Regions from separate parts of the Danio rerio genome. Here region 2 is linked to region 1. Evidence: chromatin contacts called from public Hi-C data. All regions are on one chromosome and are shown on one strand. The core of a region is the stretch at or near the end of the contact, and the rest is flanking DNA. Distances in the headings are between cores, read along the strand shown. Region 1 holds the start of cnot6a (CCR4-NOT transcription complex, subunit 6a). Region 2 holds the start of rbm22 (RNA binding motif protein 22).

The links. A called contact is a pair of places that touch in the nucleus more often than the background predicts.
Region 2: a Hi-C map of hematopoietic stem cells shows a contact between it and region 1, with 3 times the contacts expected there. The contact joins the promoter of rbm22 here to the promoter of cnot6a in region 1. A contact is called at or near these places in 2 of 18 Hi-C or Micro-C datasets (caudal fin and hematopoietic stem cells) and 1 of 4 datasets of contacts at active chromatin or transcription factors (embryo).

Annotation. Positions count from the first base shown.
Region 1 is chr21:35,463,981-35,467,832 of GRCz12tu, forward strand. cnot6a (CCR4-NOT transcription complex, subunit 6a) reads right to left here and starts at 2,599. Exons shown (of 12, transcript NM_212660.2): 1 at 2,506-2,599; 2 at 980-1,101. The coding sequence starts at 1,091. All of the region lies in intron 2 of LOC141380027 (a long non-coding RNA gene), which reads right to left.
Region 2 is chr21:35,910,275-35,914,392 of GRCz12tu, forward strand. rbm22 (RNA binding motif protein 22) reads right to left here and starts at 1,254. Exons shown (of 11, transcript NM_213214.1): 1 at 1,188-1,254. The coding sequence starts at 1,241.

The DNA of each region.
Region 1 (3,852 bases), core at 1,349-3,848:
AAAATATTATAAATTCATTCATTCATTTTCTTTTCAGCTTAGTCCCTTTATTAATCCGGGGTCGCCATAGTGGAATGAACCGCCAACTTATCCAGTACGTTTATACGCAGCGGATGCCCTTCCAGCCGCAACCCATCTCTGGGAAACATCCACACACACTCATTCACACTCATACAGTATGGACAATTTAACCTACCTAATTCATCTGTACCGCATATTTTTGGACTCTGAGGGAAAAATCGGAGCAACCAGAGAATGCCCACGTGAACGCAGGGAGAAAATGTAAACTCCACACAGAAAATTTTATAAATGTTTCTTAAAATAACGAAATTGCATTAAATGGGAAAAAAAGGTGTTTTTTTTCTTTTCAGACATTAAAAAATAATTTATTTTAGAGAAGTATTAACAATTCCACGATACCGACCCAAGCCTAAAACTGACATACCTGATTTTAACATTTAAAAAAATGCCCCAAGCAATATTATAGATACATTCATCAATAGAAATGCATTTCCTGCAGTCAATGAAGAAATCTTAAACATTAATTTGAAAGGCAGCATTTATTTAACTTATTTTTCAATGTGCTCATTTTTGCGATTGTTTTAAAACTTCCAATTAAGTCGCCTATGGGAAAAATGACTAGGAATAATAAACAACAAAGAATGGTCAAACTACTTGCTCTACAAACAAGTATTCATTTCTATACAGACAAAGCAGAATAATAGAATAAGAAAACATCAGTTTGCAACGTCAAGCAACTCTGCAAGCCGTTTTTAACATCTAAAAATAAATGGAAGTGAATGAGACCAGAAGTCTAAAGCCAAAATTAAAAAAAAAAAAAATACAATAAAAAGGTGGTTAAATGTATAAGATTTCAAAAAAGATGCAACATTAGCTACAACCAAAACAAAATCCACTTTAAAAAACTTTTTTTGAAGAAAGTAAACCAGGCCCACCAAAAAGAACCCCCAAACTTTACCAACAATCTCCAGCTCTGCCCAAGTTGACTTCTTTCCATTGGCCGCCTCCTCGCTGGACATTATCGTGTACATCCGCCTTGGGTCAGGCGGATCATATTTTTCCTTGGGCATCCCTGTAATACTGAAACACAAAACATAGATCACTTTCACTCCACAGCATGGTTATGGGGAAATGCACAGCATATGGGATGAACGTCAAACACGGGCTGTTCATGAAAGAGTGGGTGTAAGTGTGTAAAGAACAGGTGAGATGATTAGTAAAAATGACTTTAAAGGGCCTTAGCGTGTAAAAGGAGCAGAAAGGCACAAAAGCAATTCCAGGATCAATAGCTGAAGGGATTTTTCCATTACGTGGATAACAGACACACACGCCACTCAACGTCACCCCGATGCTTAAATTTGCATAAAAGCACTCAAAAAACAAGATTAAAACGGCTATTTTTGCTTGTTAGCATTCATTTTAAAAACAGGACATAAGATGACAGCTCGCTGCTGAGTCGTGTCAGAAATTAGCAACTAACGTCAGCAAGGCAATGCGCGAGGAGTTGGCATTTTAGGGGTGATTCTTATGAGAATATGGATTTAAAACCAATTGTGAGTATGAAAAACTAACGAGGCGTGGTACAGAAAGCCGACTCGTGTTACAAATCCCCAAAAACAAAAGGTGCAGCTGAGAGCATTCCGAATAAACACGCCGTGCCAGTATATTTCCATTACATAACTGCAGCGTTAATCGCTAACTAATCAGTAAACCCACAGGCAAGTTGCGAGTCGTTTTTGGTCTTTCATCATTGCTGTGCAACGCAACCCAAACAAAAACACCACTACCACCTCGTGTTTATTTCCCAGAGCCACGTTACAGAGGCAGGACTGCTAGCTGTGCGAGTTAAATCCATGCTGATAAATGCAACCTGGCTGCAAGACGCCGTAACAAGTCAATTAAGTGCACGTAACGTTAATTAGAAAACTGAGTGGCTTGGCATTGTAAAATGGCATTGTCGCACATTTGCTGAAGTGAATTAGTTTGATTGGACCCCTACAATGTGAGCGATTATAAGAGAGGCCTTTCATACATGTACACTGGTTTACTTGGATGTGCATTAGTGCTGTGTTCATTTCATGGAACATCAAAGTAAACCATAAACAAGTTTTATTGTGTTTGTGTATTTAAATTGGATTTTTGTGTTAGCTTATGTAGCTTCCCTACGGACACAGCAGGCTGCTTATATAATCAACAACACATCTTAACAGAAAATCGCATGATTGATAATTTTATCTTAGTTTTTAAAACACGTACGCACGAGTAGATCGTTGAAACGAAATAATCACATTCATATCGATCCATCATTTCCTCTATTCAGATTGAGCAAATTAGCATGTTGGCTAACTGGCTAACTGCGATTATACATTCACAAAACTACACCAATATGAACCGCGACGTATAGCAACAGGAAGGGAAACATGCTCCGTTGTTTAAACGCCACAAGATGCTTTTGAAAATGATTCAAAAGCGTGTTGGTTTTACCTGTAAGCTCATACCAGTTCACAAAGACGAGTGCGCGTTTCCTTTGTTTCTGATCCGCTGCTCTTTCTCACTGAAAGCAAACAAGCATCATGGCGGCCGTGAGAGTTTCAGGGCGCGATAAGAAGAGCTCCTCTCATTGGCTACGCCTGAAACGAGCGATCTGATTGGTTCGTCTGTCTGCTTGACGCCTTCAGGCTGTTTACGCCAGCGAGGCAGGCCAAAAACAGGAGCCACAAAAATAGGTCAATTTTGCGGATGTTGACAAGTAAAGTAAAACAAAGATGCAGTTTGATTTTAACGTGCTAAAATATATTTTAATGATAATGTTGAGTTCAAGAGGCGACAAAAACATGGTTTGTTATGAAATTACAAATTAAAATATTTCAAAATATGTAGTCAACTTACATTTATATTATATTGTATTATATTAGAATAGTATTTTGTTATTGCATGATTTTAGTGTGTTCATGATTGATTTCCCTAGCAACGAGATTCCAAAGGGCTTCTTGTTTTTATATATATAATTATATTTTTTTTCAAGCGTTGATGCACTGCAGTTTTATTCGATAAACACTGGATGGCATCATAGAGCTGTGCATGATCACATAGAATAGGGCAAACTTGGTCCTGGAGGGCCGGTGCCCTGCACAGTATAGCTCCAACTCTAATCAAACACATCTGCTTATAGATTTCTAGTGATCTTGAAGACACTGATTAGTTTGTTCAGGTGTGTTTGACTAGTGTTGGAACAAAACTCTGCAGGGACACCAGCCCTCGAGGATCTCGAAATCTGGGGGGCCCAACAAATATATTTATGTTTCTTGATTAATTAAATAAAAAAAATTCTATCATGTTTTGTATGGGGTCCAACAAAAAAAATCCCCCACTCAAATTATGCACTGTAAAAAAGCTGGGTTCCACACAGTGGACCATTTTTTACAAGATATTAATTATGCAGATTTCCTACAGGATTGTCAGCTCATTTTTCTGTAGGAAAAACTGCATGAATTTTATGAAGGAAATAAAATTTATGGAGGAATTATTTCCACAGAAGTTACAATCCGACAGGTCTATTACAGTTCCAGCAGGATTATTGTGCAGTATAGATATGAAGTTGGAGAAATTTCACAATGAAACAATGTATTTTTACAAATAATTTATCACAATTATTAAAATTTAAGAAAAAAAAAAAAGACTAAAGCAGTGTCCAGTTCATAGCAGGTGGCGTTTACTCCGATTTCCTAACAAAAAAATGAAGAAAAATTTCCTTTGAGGGGTAAAGTTGGTGTAGGGCAGAAAACAGTCTGGACATTATAAAGCCATTACAGCTATGGAGAATCCTTGTAA
Region 2 (4,118 bases), core at 4-2,503, 440 kb after region 1:
AGGCAACTTAATCAATTTGAGGAAACAGATCACTACAAACCATTTGAGTTTAAAAAAAATAACATAAATAAGTACTGTGAGCTTACTCCATTTAAGTTGCAGTAATGAGGTATTTAACTCATTACCTTCAACACCAAGTTCAAAACTTTTCTCAGATGAGTAGAATTAACTTTGTCAATTTTGAGTCCACTACACTTATTTCAGTTGATAAACTTGACTCTTGGATTTTACAGTGTACTTTATAAAATTACACAAAAGACTAAGATAACAATAAGTTTACATTCACCTTCTTTCCATCCTCATTAATAATAATAATAATACATTAAATAAAAATAAATAAAATAAATAATAAAGAAAAATAAGTAGCAGGGGAGTTGAAGTTTTTTTTTAAATATGAAACCGAAATCCTCGAATGATGAATAAATCTCTTGCTTTTCGGTGTTTTATATCTCACTACATGTAACGTTAGTCAAATAATCACAAATTATTTTTTAAACACTAAGTTACTAGTCTTGGGGAAATTTCGATTATTTTTTTATTTATAAATTCAACATTTTAATCATAAAAACAAATTATTTATTATATAAGATATCTTTTTATCCTTAAGTATTAAGCCAAACTTAATAATTTCCACTGAGAAGACAAGTCTTACAGAAATTTTCTGCTGTATCCAAGCTAACACTTCGTCCCAAAATGTATGCAAGTGACCAAATTACATTGGAAAAACAAGTTTTCAATTGCTTCAAAATCGAAAGTACAAAACTCTCTCCAATATATGTTGTTGGATACACGTGATTCGTAACTTTAAAGTGTACTTCTTTAAATTTAAAAGAAATATTTTGTTTAATATCATACACATTTTTCTTATCCTAATAAGATTTTAGCATTCAACTGATCGATTGATTGTGTCTGTAACGTTACAACAAAACGCCGTTAATTTACAGTAACTGGAGTGTTGTTCGCTTAATTTAAAATTCACTTATAAGTGTGTGGCAATATAGGTAACATATACACATATTTTAATAATAGATTAGATTGATTTAAATGATGAAAAGGTATTGTTAGCCGTGAGCTAATACAATGATGAATAGGAGTCTAGTAGAAAGGTTTACTAAGATCGGCCAAACAACAGACGCAATAGGTAAAACTGCTTAAACCACATAAACAATGAATATGTTCCTACTCACCGAATCTTCCCAGTTTTGCCTGTTATAAGTGTTGGATCCCAAAGACGTCGCCATTGCTACAGGAGGCTAGCGCGAACGGAACCTGTACCTACAATGCTTTGCGTCTGTGAAGCGGGGGAAACGCCACAGCGCCCCGTACTGTAACGGTGTAGTATAGCCCAGCTCTGTGTGGTCTGCACAGAAAAGACCAGGGTTATTGATTTAATACTATTTAATCTTTTGACAAATCTAGTCAAATCTAGTTAGTGTCTAATGAGACTTGTTTGTAAGATACTATAATAAGTTAGGGATGGCACAGTGGTTAGTTGCCTCACAGCAAGAAGGTCGCTGATTTGACCCTTGGCTGGGTCAATTGGCATTTTGGTGTGGAGCTTGCATGTTCTCCCTATGTTTGTGTGGGTTTCCTTTGGCTGCTCTGGTTTCACCCAAGGACTTGCTATGGGTGAAGCGGGTTAGCTAAATTATACGTAGTGTATGTGGGTGAATGAGAGTGTATGGGTTTTTCCTAGTACTGGGTTGCAGCTGGAAGGGCATCCGCTGTGTAACACATATACTGCATAAGTTGGCAGTTCATTCTGCTGCGGCAACTCCTGATTAATAAAGGAACTAAGCCGAAAAGAAAATGAATGAATGATAATGATTTATTACCAATTGATACCAATGATTTATTAAACAGTTTTGTAATATTTCATGAAAGCAAAGCAAACTGGCCAAACACATTTTAGGCCTACTTGTTTATTTGATTGTTTATTGATTATACTTTACTGTCAATTACTATCAAATAATTACAATTATCCTATTAAAGGGTGGTGCGGTGGCACAGTGGGTAGCACTGTCACCTCACAGCAGGAAGATCGCTGGTTCAGCCTCGGCTAGATCAGTTGGCATATCTGTGTGAAGTTTGCATGTTCTCCACATGTTCATGTGGGTTTCTTCCGGATGCTCCGGTTTCCCCCACAGTCCAAAGACATGCGCTATAGGGAAATTGGGTAAGCTAAGCTGTCTGTAGTGTATGTGTGTGAATGTAAGATTGTATGGAGGTTTCCAGTGATGGGTTGCAGTTGGAAGGGCATCTGCTGCATAAAACATATGCTAGATAAATTGGCGGTTCATTCTGCTGTGGCGACCCCAGACTGATAATAATACTCTACTGTTAATAACTATCAAATACATACAATTAAAAAAGTTTTTAAAAGTTAAAAAAAGACTAACAAAAGATAACCCTTAAAGGGAAATAGTTGACCCAAAATGGAAACTTACTATTTACTTAAAGTGGTTCAACCCTATGTGAGTTTCTTTCTTCTGTTGAATACACTCACAAAATAAAGGATATTTTGAAGAAAGCTGAAGATGTGTAACCACTGACTTTCATAATATAGGGGAAAAACAATATTATGGAAGTCAATGGTTACAGGCTTACATTTTTCAAAATATCTTCTTTTGTGTTCAATATAAGAAATAAACTCATAGAGGTATGGGTTTAAATTAAAAGAGTGAATAATTGATCACAGAATTTCATTTTTGGGTAAAATGTCCTATTAACCCTTAAACAGGCATCATAACCACCTGGTTGACCTTTTATCCATAGGTTATCATTATTATTTTATTTGCTTATTAATATTTATCAGAGTTGTGTCAGCCTATTATTCAATACAATATGTGGGCCAAACTAATTATTTTCAAGGAGTGCACTTTAAAAGATTAAAGGGATACTCTCTCCTTTTTAAATATATGATTAAAATTGATCCACTATAGTAAAAATGCATGATTTATAATCAATTTAACAAAAACAATGATCCTTTAAAAATGTTTTTATTTATAACATTTCACAAAGCCATGGGGGTGTTTGGGTGTTTCAAAAGACCCATCCTCTCACAGACAAAGGTCCAGAATGTGGCCCATACATGAACTCATTTATTCTATTTTGTCTGCTATGTCATCATAAAAAAATAAAAATGAAAAATAAAAACATTGAAAGTTAAGTCATCTTTCGCTACTGTTTTATTTTTAAAATAGAGAAAACATTTTACAAATGACTTTTATTCTAAATCTTAGACCTTATTTTTGAAACAAAAACTGATTATTATTATTATTACTATTATTATTATAATTATTATTATTATTATTAATCTTATTATTATGTTTTAGTTTTTTTTTTATTCATACGGCCAAATTCTGACTGAGGAAAGTTGAATTTGTTCAGTTTGTTATTTGCCAAATAAAAGACAATAGGCTGCAGTTTTTAATTAAAATGAACATTCTTATTGTTTTTCAATGTTAGATGATGTAACATATTTGTATTTTAAAATAAGTATTTATTCAGCATTCTTTATTCTAAATCTTTAGGAAATATTTTTATACATCAAACAGAGTGGTTATGATTACTATCCGACTAATTCAGCTAAAACAAGTGCTTTTAATGTAATATTTAAACCTCATAGTTGAATTTAAAATGAGGCAAATAACTGAAAAAAGGTCCACTTGAGAGAAAAAAAAAGAACAGGCCTGGATTGTTTTATTTAATGACCATTTTGTGTCACATTCCAGGGCCTGGAATGTGACACAAAATGGTCATTAAATAAAACAAATCTGTTACTTTAGTTTTAAACTTACCTGTAACATTATAACCAATTGATAAATTTCATTACAGCCAAATAAGGCATGATCAAATGAAATAAGGATGAAATAATATGCTTCTAAAAAGATTCGTGTGAAAAATGACAAATGAATGATTTACTGACATCTACTGGCTTTGTTTGAACATGTTTTGTTTCCGTTAGATGGCAGCAATCTTCCGCTAATCAGAGCACATGTTTCTCTCAGCTCCTTGAATGAAACCGAGACATGGAAAACCTAAAAGTGGACTTTCTCATATTTGTGTAGAATGGTTATTTGGTTATCTCAGAGCATTGTGACTGTAGAAATATGGTT